Linked DNA regions of Mus musculus: region 2 is linked to region 1. Evidence: chromatin contacts called from public Hi-C data. All regions are on one chromosome and are shown on one strand. Each heading gives the region's core, a stretch centred on a gene start, on an enhancer-like site or on the middle of the called end of the contact. The rest is flanking DNA. Distances are from core to core; before and after follow the strand shown. Region 1 holds the start of Capn6 (calpain 6). Region 2 overlaps Dcx (doublecortin).

Region 1 (4,922 bases), core at 1,435-3,934:
CCCCCATACTCTGCAAAAATAGAGATAAATGGGGGCACAATTAGTATAGGAGACTTAATTCTGTCCTGGTTTAGACATAATCTTATTCCTCCTACTGGAGGTGATGGGGTAGATTCCTTGGGCTTTAATGGGGAGACTTCAGCATCCATGTGCTCCCGAGAGAACAGTGCTTGCCATTTCTGCACAAGGGGAATCTTATCTTCCATCTGTGGTCACATATCTGCCAGAGCACTCTGAAGTGGCTGTTGACATTCAAGGTTTTGTTGGCCAGACACTCTGGGATCAGAAAGGAGCCTTCAGAGTTCCCTAATCAACTCTTCTGTTTTCCATAGGATATATTTACTCTGTCCAGAGAGAGGACTGTGTTCAAAGAAGAAAGAGCACACCACAGACAGTGTTGAAAAACTACATCAAGAAGTAAAAGACACTTCAAAAATCATAAACAGAACATTTTCAGTCAGGAGGTTCACAACCGTTATTGCAGTAACATCTTTCACCCTCAGTTTCCCCATAGGCACAACAGGAAGATGATGGCTTCCCTGCCCATCTCGGGGTGTTATTTGGAAAAGCTAATGAAGTTAATGAAGTATGTGAGCGTACTTTTGATTGTTAAGAATAAGTTAACATTAGCAGTTATATTAGGAAATGTTTAATTTTAGCAAATAAAATCTCATTTCTTTGTAGAAACAGAGGAAATATGATCACATGCTTAAAATAAGACACACACTGACATTTAAAAGACCTATATAAAATGGCCATTCCTTACTCCCCACTCCACCTTCCATTTTTGGCTGACTTGCTGATTTGGTTGACTAAACTTATCCTAAAAATCTAGTTTTACAGTCCTTTGAGAATCTAATGCGAATTTTTATAGAATTTTTTTTTCTGGAAGAACTCTTAGAAATCAGTTAATACACATTTTTCACTGTAATGTGAAGAGACTTTGCCAGGGTTACATAGTAAGAGAGTTGGTACTAGAATGGGGACCTATTGATGCTTTCTCCAAAAGTATATTTTGAAACAAAAAAGAAGAACTGTGAGAAGAAGGGCAGCATGCAGACAGAAAGAACAAAAATATATTGTTCTCTTTTTGCAACAATGTACATAGAAGTCTTACATTTGAATTGCAAACTGTCAGAAGGTGATATGATTTGAAATCAAGGCTAACCAAAGAAACTTTTGGGGTCACAATGGAGCTGTTTTCTGCTTTTAAATTTAGGAACGGAAAATTTGCAAGGATATAGAAAGTCTGCTTTTTAACCTATTCCTGACCATGTAAGCCTTTAAGCTGTTCCCTGGACCATTGGAAACTCTCACAACGAATAAAGAATGCTGCTCAAGTACAAAATACTCGCCCCTTTGTGTATACCCAAGCACATGAGTGCATAAGTATATGCACAAGTATATGTGCATGCGTTCCTGCTTGCCTGTGTGAACACACACACACACACACACACACACACACACACACACACACACACGAGCAAGAGAGGGGGCGAGCATGCACAGAAACACACGAGGAAGTTGTTAATTAGTAACACCCCCAAATTTTTGTTTATTCATTCAGGCCATAAAGAGAGATCTTAATTCCACAACAGAGATGAGCAAATGAATCATTTGCTGAAGTTTAATAAAAATATAATACAAAGCATGAAGCATTTTGCTGTGACAGGCAGAACAATCAGCATTTTCCAATGTGATTTTTACCAAACTTTTTTCTAAATTCTCACACCCACTTGTTTCCATTGCAATGCGTGGCAGTTCCCTTTTCCTGACCCTGGCTGAAGCCAGCTCTGGTCAAGTCTCCAGTTAAGCCCCAACAAAAGTGGAGTGGGGTGGAGTGGGGGATGGGGCCTTCACTGCAATTCAGAATTTAAACCAAAGATAGAATCAGAGGGAAACCAAACCAGGCCCAGGAACTGATAACAGAATAGCAAGATCAACCTGTCACCCGGGCAGGAAGGTCCCGAGGCTGTGCAGACAGGGTGTTAAGATAGCTTAGGCAGCCACTCCTTCATTGTGTAGCAGCCAGTGGCCTGTGCACACAATTTCAAACTCTTACAGAATGTAGGCACGGAGTGTGGCTCCGTGATTGTGCCTGAATTTCAAGACTTTGCCTATCACTCTGCATCCAAGGAAAATAGATGAAGCAGTTAGCCAGCCAGCTTCTCTCTTCACACTCTTCTCCCAGGTTTGTTCTTGTTGACCAAGTGTTTACGAACAGAACATTCACAGAAAAACGGACCAGCTCGCTCCCAGAAACCGTTTAGCGCAAAACCATCAAAATCACTGCGTTGAGCCCCCCAGATTCCAACTCATTTTAGATGTTTCAAAACGGCTATTAGCGTAAACGTGTACACAATTCTATCCAGACGAACCCTAACATTAATAGGTGCAAAGTTTGTTTAACTTTACAGCTTAAGTTCCTTTGCTCTGAAAATAAAACTGTAAACTAAATTTGTGGGCGCATGCTCTACTCACCTGAGTTAGCTCAGGAACCCTGCTGCTGCTGCTGCTGCTGCTGCTGCTGCTGCTGCTGCTGCTGCTGCTGCTGCTGCTGCTGCTGCTCTTAGCCAGGTAACCCCACTAAGTCTGTTCGGCCAGTGCAGCTGAACAAAGATTCTGGCTTTCTTAACCTGGAAACTATTTGGGCTGTACCAAGCTCTGCTCACAGGGGGAGGTGCCTCACAGCAACTTCAGGAGCCTTTGCCCCGCCCAGCACTCAGAAACTGATCCTGAGTCACGAGGAAAATCTGGAAGGCGGCCCTGCCAGATGTGCAGATGGGATGCCCACTCCAGATCCACCCACCAGTAAATTGGAAAACCCAGAAAGCCACATTTGAAAGGCCTTTCTGTTTCAAGGAGAAATAGGACTTTCAGGAAATGGGCCTGATAGATTTCTAACTCCTCTGTCCCAGGGGCGGGGGCGGAGGGGGGGGGGTGGGCTGCAGACATGGACATTACTGAAGAGAGAACATGGAGAGCAAAAATGTTCGAATGTTGGCAAAGTTCTAGTGAGCTAGGCTGCAGACATGTCCCTAATAGCCACTTCTATGATAGCAACGGGGACTTCGGCATCAAGTGGGAATGAAAGGGCACCTAATAGGTTGCAGGAGGATAATGGTCACTTTGTGAAAAAGCAAGTAACATTTGGCCAAAGGCAGAGAGAAGGGAGGTGAGTGGAGTTTGATTCCATGGCAGCTGCTAGAAGCTCGATTTCTAGCAACAGTGCAGTGTCGAGATTCTGCCAAGCAGTGTCTGGTGAAAGGCAGAGCAAATAGCTGTTTGCTGTGAAAGACCAAGCAAGAAGTGTTAGTGGCATGCTCAGCCCGCTCTAAAATAACTCTGTTGAATCCCACTTGAGGCCCGGATCTGCCTTTCCTGAGGTTTTCATTGAGACACAGTTTAAAGGCTGCGATTCTGATGATTTTGGGTGTCTATTTCACGTTCACAAAATTTTAACACCACCATCTTCTCATTCGACAGATTTCCTGCCCTGTGTGCTGATTACCATTGCATCAAAAATTAACACTCTCTGTCTCTACGCCTCTACCAATCCATGCTATGGTTATTTAAAGATCTGAGAAGTGAAGGAAGACAGGTAGAGGAAAAGGGAGGGTTGGGAGAAAGAGAGGGAGAAAAAGAGGGAGGAGGGGGTGGGGAGGGAAGGGGAGAGGGAAAAGTATGCTTTCCCTACTCACTGGCTGCATACCAATATTTTGTTTTATGAAACAGATCTGAACATTTCTATAACTAAATCTCCAAGACTCTCCTCTGACATTTCCTTTGTGGCTTTTTTATACTAGATGGAAATCAGTCTAGAGTTGGGGTAATACAAAAGGCTAGAAGGAGAATTGGACATTTAAATATTGTCACCCAATTTGGCTCAAGAGCAAGCTATTTCTTAAGCAAATATGACTTATGTAGGACTTTGGCATTGTAATTAAGGGAGGATGTTTACTCTAGGCTTATCTACAGCCATCATTTCAATCTCCATAATTTTCAAGTAAGTAAGAAATAGTAGAATCTGAACATTAGCATTAAAGAGTCTCTACCTTGTTGCTCAGTGCTGAAGTAGCCTCCAGATAAGCTGAAAAAAAAAACTCATCCCTTATGTAAAGCAGTTTATTCTATATTTGACCATTCCCCAATTGTTAAACTGTTGTCCTTAGATTGAACAAACACGTTAGGTTCACACAAACTATGTGTAATTCTTTTTTTTTTTTTTACACAATAGCCATTTAGAAGATCTACCAAGCCATTCCTGATCAGATAAGCATGCTTAGGCCTTTTACAGCATGCCTCATTGGATATAGTCACCAGATCCTTTTTTTTTTTTTTTTTTTTTGAGCTTGCTGTCTTTTGAGCACAAACCTGATCTCTGTGTAGTTTACAACTTAATTAAAACCTTCTGTTGTTTCTTCCATGAACTCTTATTGTGTGCTTCATTGTGTATCTGTACAACTGGTGTTATATTTAACTTCCATGGTGAGCTTGTATCTATTCTCAAAATCCATCTACTTATGTGTTTCAATCTATTGCTTTTCTCAAACCTTATTTTCAGTATCACGTATTATTATTAAGTGTGTTTTTGAGGAAGTTGGTAACATATTTCCTGGACATTTAACAGAGATATCTGTATAGACGTGTGTGTGTGTGTGTGTGTGTGTGTGTGTGTGTGTGTGTGAGTGTGAGTGTATGTGTGTATATGTATCTATTATATACATGTAATAAGTGAATGCATTTCTACACTAGTATTTACACATCTTATTAATCTCTAATATAGGCGTTGAATGAAACACAGTATAGTGTAAACTTTGTCAGTGCTACCTTAGATTCTTCTCTTTTTAGTAATCACTTTTAATGAGCTCATTCAGACCTGAAGCAATCCATGTGTCATTTGCTATTATCCACCTTCTAGG
Region 2 (4,922 bases), core at 905-3,404, 59 kb after region 1:
ATCTAAGAAGTCAGAACTCAACTGAGATATTGACGCTCAAATTCATCCTTTGTTCATTCTTTCCAGTCATTATCTTGGCTTGGTGAAAGGCCACAGTTGTTCTGCATAGCTTTTGCTAATTTGCATTTGTTAATCAATTGCACATCCATTACCCCATTTGGTTCATTAGCCCCACCCCTTTTAATACAAAAACTGGGGGCCCATGAAAGTTAAGTGATCTTTACGGGTCATATTTCTAGTTAATGACCCAACTGATATGAGAACTTGATGGAACTTATTCCACTCTGACACAGAGTGCCTAAGACAAGCAGCAAAGGCTCCTGCCACCTGAGACAGGGAAACCCTGGGTAAGGAAAGACAGAAGGAGAGTTGGGATAGCATTGGTTTAAGAAAGAGGAAGCACAAAGAGGAGACTGGGAGAAAAAAGACATTCTACTCTATTTTCCCAGGAGCTGGTTTATGATTTAATAACCTGATCTTAGGTAATGCCAGCCTCTTGGAAACCTGGTAACCCCTCACTACTGAGGGGTGTTTTTTCCCTTAGTTTTCTTTTGCCACTTTTCCCAACATTCTGTACCAGTTCCCACTGGAGGCCTCTCAGGCTTGCGAACAGCTGCAGAGGTGCTGGAGTTAGGCTGTTGAGTCCATGCCCAGGACTGACACCTGCCCTTCCATGGGGCCCTGGGGACAAGTTGGCTCAGAAAAACAGGGACGAGACAGAACTCCATTCATCAGAGAGAACTGGGGTGGAAAAACCCTGCCTGATCCCTTGGCACCATTAAACTCTTAGATTGGCCCCGGGCCCACACAATTTCAGGTTCTGTTTAGTAAGGTGAATTAAAAAGGAAGGAGCGCGCATTTGCAGGACCGATTGCAATCATCTATTGCATATAACAGTTATCTGTTGCTGCCTGTGATCACGGCATGGTAAAGGCAAAGTTGTAGAATCAAATAGAGTAAAAAATACCTTTTTTTTTTTTTTTTGTAAAGAAAGCTGCGTTGAAAGTGAATATTTGCCTCTGGCTCACTGCATTCTCTCTGGACCTAGCTTCCTCTCCTGTAAAGTAATGATGCTGAACTGTCAAGGTTTATGCTTTCTTCCTGTCACAAATCCTTTGGAGAATTTGACAAAATCTATGGCTTCTCCCAAAGGGGGAAAAATGTGCCTAGATCGTTCTGTTTCAGTATAACTGGGACTGTGGTGGGGGAAGGGTTGTAAAGAATGTCCCTGAAGCCCATCTCGAGATTCTGAGAGTCTCTGGACTGGTTGATTTCCGAGGACTCTTCTAGCTCTGACAGTATGAAACATTCCAGGTTGGACACAGTTAATGAGCAGATACACTCTAGCCAGAAAGCTGGCAGCTGTTGTGGAATCACAGAGGCTTAACTGTACCCCCCTTCCCAGGCTTCCTGAGACTCCATTCCAAGGGAAGCAAAAGGATGTAAGCTCATTCTCTGCAAACTAAGTCCAAGGGAAGCAAAGGAGTGCAAACTGATTTACAGCAATGCAGAGACCTGAGTGTGCCTCAGGCTATTGCCTCCCAGGTTGCTAGAGTTTAACAAAGATCTGAACTTTGCAGGAATGAGTAGACAGGAGAATCATAGCCTCTAAAGATTTTTTTTCATGACTGATTTTGGATAGTACAAAAAAAAAAAAGCATGACTGTTCAATTGGTAAAAGGTATAGAAGGCTATCAGTAATGTGCTGAGATTTTTCTTAGGAGCTTCTCAGTGTGTCCAGAGAACATACAATGACCATAAACCTGCTACATTTCCTTACATATTATCTTCTCCTTTGCAATTTTGTATTTTGTTCTCCCTGCCCTAAAATGTCAAGGGAGAAACAAATCAAGAAGTTCCATAGGATTTTCAGTCAAGGTTTCTGTGCAAAAATATATGAAACAGAGAGTGGATACCCTAAGTAGAGTTTAGCAAAGAGGACAGATTGCAGAAGTGGAGAAAGAATACACAGAGGAGATACTGTGGTATCACAGAGACATCAGCAGTGAGCTCCATTACCAGTCTTAAACTAAAGAAAAAGGAGCAGCTGCCAGAACTCAGAGAGGAGGAGGGAATGTCAGTTGTATGAAGAGGACTCACTGTCACGAGTCGTGACCTTTAGTAGAGATAGCTAGCGACCTCTCAGGCAGGGTGCCAGGGGATAGATAGCCTAATTTCACTAAGTTTTTTCCTCCTGGCCTACGCTCAGCTGGCCAAGCACCACTGTAATCAGAAAGGGAGCCTCCTCATTAGGTTCAGCTTACAAGGTCATGTAGCAGTGAAGAATAGGGCAGAGTGGAGAATGTGCCTGGAGGGGAAGTCTTGGAGCATGTGTGTACTATTGTACAAAGGAGGAAGGAATTGTTGTGCCCTGAAACAGAGAAGCGGTGTGGATGTCACCTCAACAATATTAATATTGTTTTACAGATGCTCTTCTCACCTCTTCTATATTCCAGGTTATGACAATTCCTTCCCTGCTTTTTTTTTCCAACCATGGCTCATATAGTCACTAAACTGCCTTGGCCAAGGTTTCTCCTCCATTTCTTCTTCCCTGGCCTTTGGATATGTCATTTGATCCATTTTTCCCCTTCCAGTATAAAGGATACTGTTAAATGAAAGTGGTAAAGAAAGGGGAATGGAGAAATGGCAGGTAAACAAGAACTTAGAGTGCATTCATATGCTTTAGAATGCAGTTACCAAGAAGCAAAAGATTGCTCACAGTTGTCCTCAATTTAGATGTAAACCATATGGTCGTCAAAACTACACCCCAGGAGCAGAAGCACACTAGCATTTGCACTTGAGTGGCATATAAGGAAATTCTGGCAGTTCCATTAACTGTGATGGAGGTGGTGAGCCAACGTGAGAGAACACTTCGGAAGAATGAGGTGTGATAATTCTTATTATTCCGAGATTGCTGCTTGGAGAATGATTTCGAAATGGTGAATCCTAAAAGCCACAAGGCCAAGTGTAGAGCTTCTAGAGCAGTGACATTGGGGAATTTTTGTTGAGCATTGTGGTCATAATAAGTTGGGGTGTGCCATTTGTGAAAGCTGTGCATGCCACAGAGTACACCACACTTCACAGAGCATCTCCCTACAGATGTTCCTATTGTCTATTGCTATGTACTTTTTGACCCTTGGCCTTACCTCAAACCCAGTAAAAGTTTATTTCCTAGTTTCCAACTGCTTTACTGGTTAATGACTCAGCCCTCCTCCGTCTGGGTTTTGGAACCTCTTCTAGTCTAGGCATCCTTCTAAGATTCATGGTTTTACTACAAGCCTGTTTTCCTCATTCCATTAAGAGACCAATAGGGCTTGGGGGTTGATAATTACACTGACGCTGGTTCCCCCTGAATCTCTGTGAAGAAGGTGTCAGTTCGAGGAAAGAAAAAAGTCAGTGAATTTGTACAAGACAGACAGACAGACAGACAGACGGGGAACAGAGGTGAGAGTGCGGGGGAGTGGGGGGTGTTGGGAGGGGGGCACAGCAAGCTGTCAGTTGACCATAAATAGAAGCAGAGAGGTGTCCTACACTACAGCACTTTAGACCCAGGTAAGCAACTGTTTTCACATTTTAAGAAAGCTGGGAGTAGATGTTGAGGCAATGTCTAGTTTTCCTAAGTTTCGAGTGTCAGTCTCATGTGCCTAGAAAGCGGAATAATGAAGGATCTTCCAACAATTCCCCAAAGAATTAATATGACGGTTCTAGAACTAACTGTTGTTTCCCTAACAAACCTCTCTTCCAGAATCGTGAAGCATGGGAGGTTCAATCATACACTGCAGTGTGATCAGGGACAAGTGATTTAAGTGAGACATCTTAGATTCTTTATCTGGTAAAGGATGCAAATGCACTTTGACTCTCTGTGGGTTTTAGTTTTGTTTTTCAGATTAGAACACAAAGAGGTATTTCCTATGGCTATACCTTTAAAACGATCAATATTTGTTAAGACAAGCTATTACAGCTACTTCACAACACACAGGCATCAAGGGAAGCATGTGAAGTAGCTCCTATTTTAGAGGAGGGAGGAAAGAGGAGGGAGTGAGGAACGAAATGCGCAAGGAGAACTCACAAGCAAAAGACATCTGCTTTATTTCTCTTTGTTCTTATGGAGCATCTGACTTTCCTACTTAGTAGTACTTTAAAAAAAAAACTATTATTTTATAAATTATACAGTTAAGGATCACCATTGAATTATGAACATACTTCTAACATACTTCAGAGTTAATCACATAGTCAAAAATTTATTCTCAATTTGTTCATTTATTGAATAAATTTTATTTAGATGCTCAAGATGCTTCACTCCCTCACTATTAGGAAACTGTTAACTCACTGTTAGGAAGATGATAGTAACCTTTAGGAAAGAATAAAGAAAGAAAAGAAACGGTCCCTATCTTCCAAGGATCCCTTTCTCTGGGTTGTTCTCATTTGACTTGCTGCTTTTACAGTGAAATCCTCTTCTTGTCTATAACCTACATTTAGTCTTCCAAAAATTAAAATTTGGACACTGCTTATGGAATCATCCAAACTGCTTGACTGTTCCAAGTTTTGACTCAAAGCAGTTCCTTTTCGAGCCATTTAAGATTGTGTACTTACGCACTTAAATTTGTCCTCATCTAGAGAGGATCTAGGCAAAATGCATTAGTAATGACCAAGGACTGGTTGCTAAGAAAGGGTTAGTTGGCCGTAGAATGCTGATAAGCTCGTTCATCCTCAAGTGTTTGGTCATTGTCCTGTCTAAGCAACCTCGGACCCCTGGACAGGATGCAGACCCCCATGGAGGACCAGAACTGAACCTGATGTAATGACATTTCATGTCACCTAACATCTGGTAAAAGATATTAAAGAGCAACTACTGTTCTTTAACCTTCGCCTTTAGAACTGTTTCCACTTCTTTGAGATTATCTTCACATTTTTTCAGTCTA

The links. Hi-C and Micro-C count contacts between places; a contact is called where the count stands out from the background.
Region 2: a contact with region 1 is called in a Hi-C map of muscle stem cells, with 2.8 times the contacts expected there. The contact joins the enhancer-like site here to the promoter of Capn6 in region 1. A contact is called at or near these places in 1 of 39 promoter capture datasets (the 3T3-L1 cell line), 6 of 484 Hi-C or Micro-C datasets (the N1E-115 cell line, muscle stem cells, myocytes and 1 more) and 2 of 9 other capture datasets (adipose tissue and liver).

Annotation. Positions count from the first base shown.
Region 1 is chrX:143,824,728-143,829,649 of GRCm38.p6, forward strand. It overlaps Capn6 (calpain 6), which reads right to left and starts at 2,685. Exons shown (of 13, transcript NM_007603.3): 1 at 2,482-2,685.
Region 2 is chrX:143,883,792-143,888,713 of GRCm38.p6, forward strand. The region is part of intron 3 of Dcx (doublecortin); the gene reads right to left. Among named protein-coding and RNA genes, the nearest start is that of Dcx, 47 kb to the right of the region's middle. Within about 2 kb of position 2,155, at least 19 of the 459 cell types and tissues checked have an H3K27ac peak or open chromatin away from gene starts, as enhancers often do. A contact at or near this core is called in muscle stem cells, where this site is marked.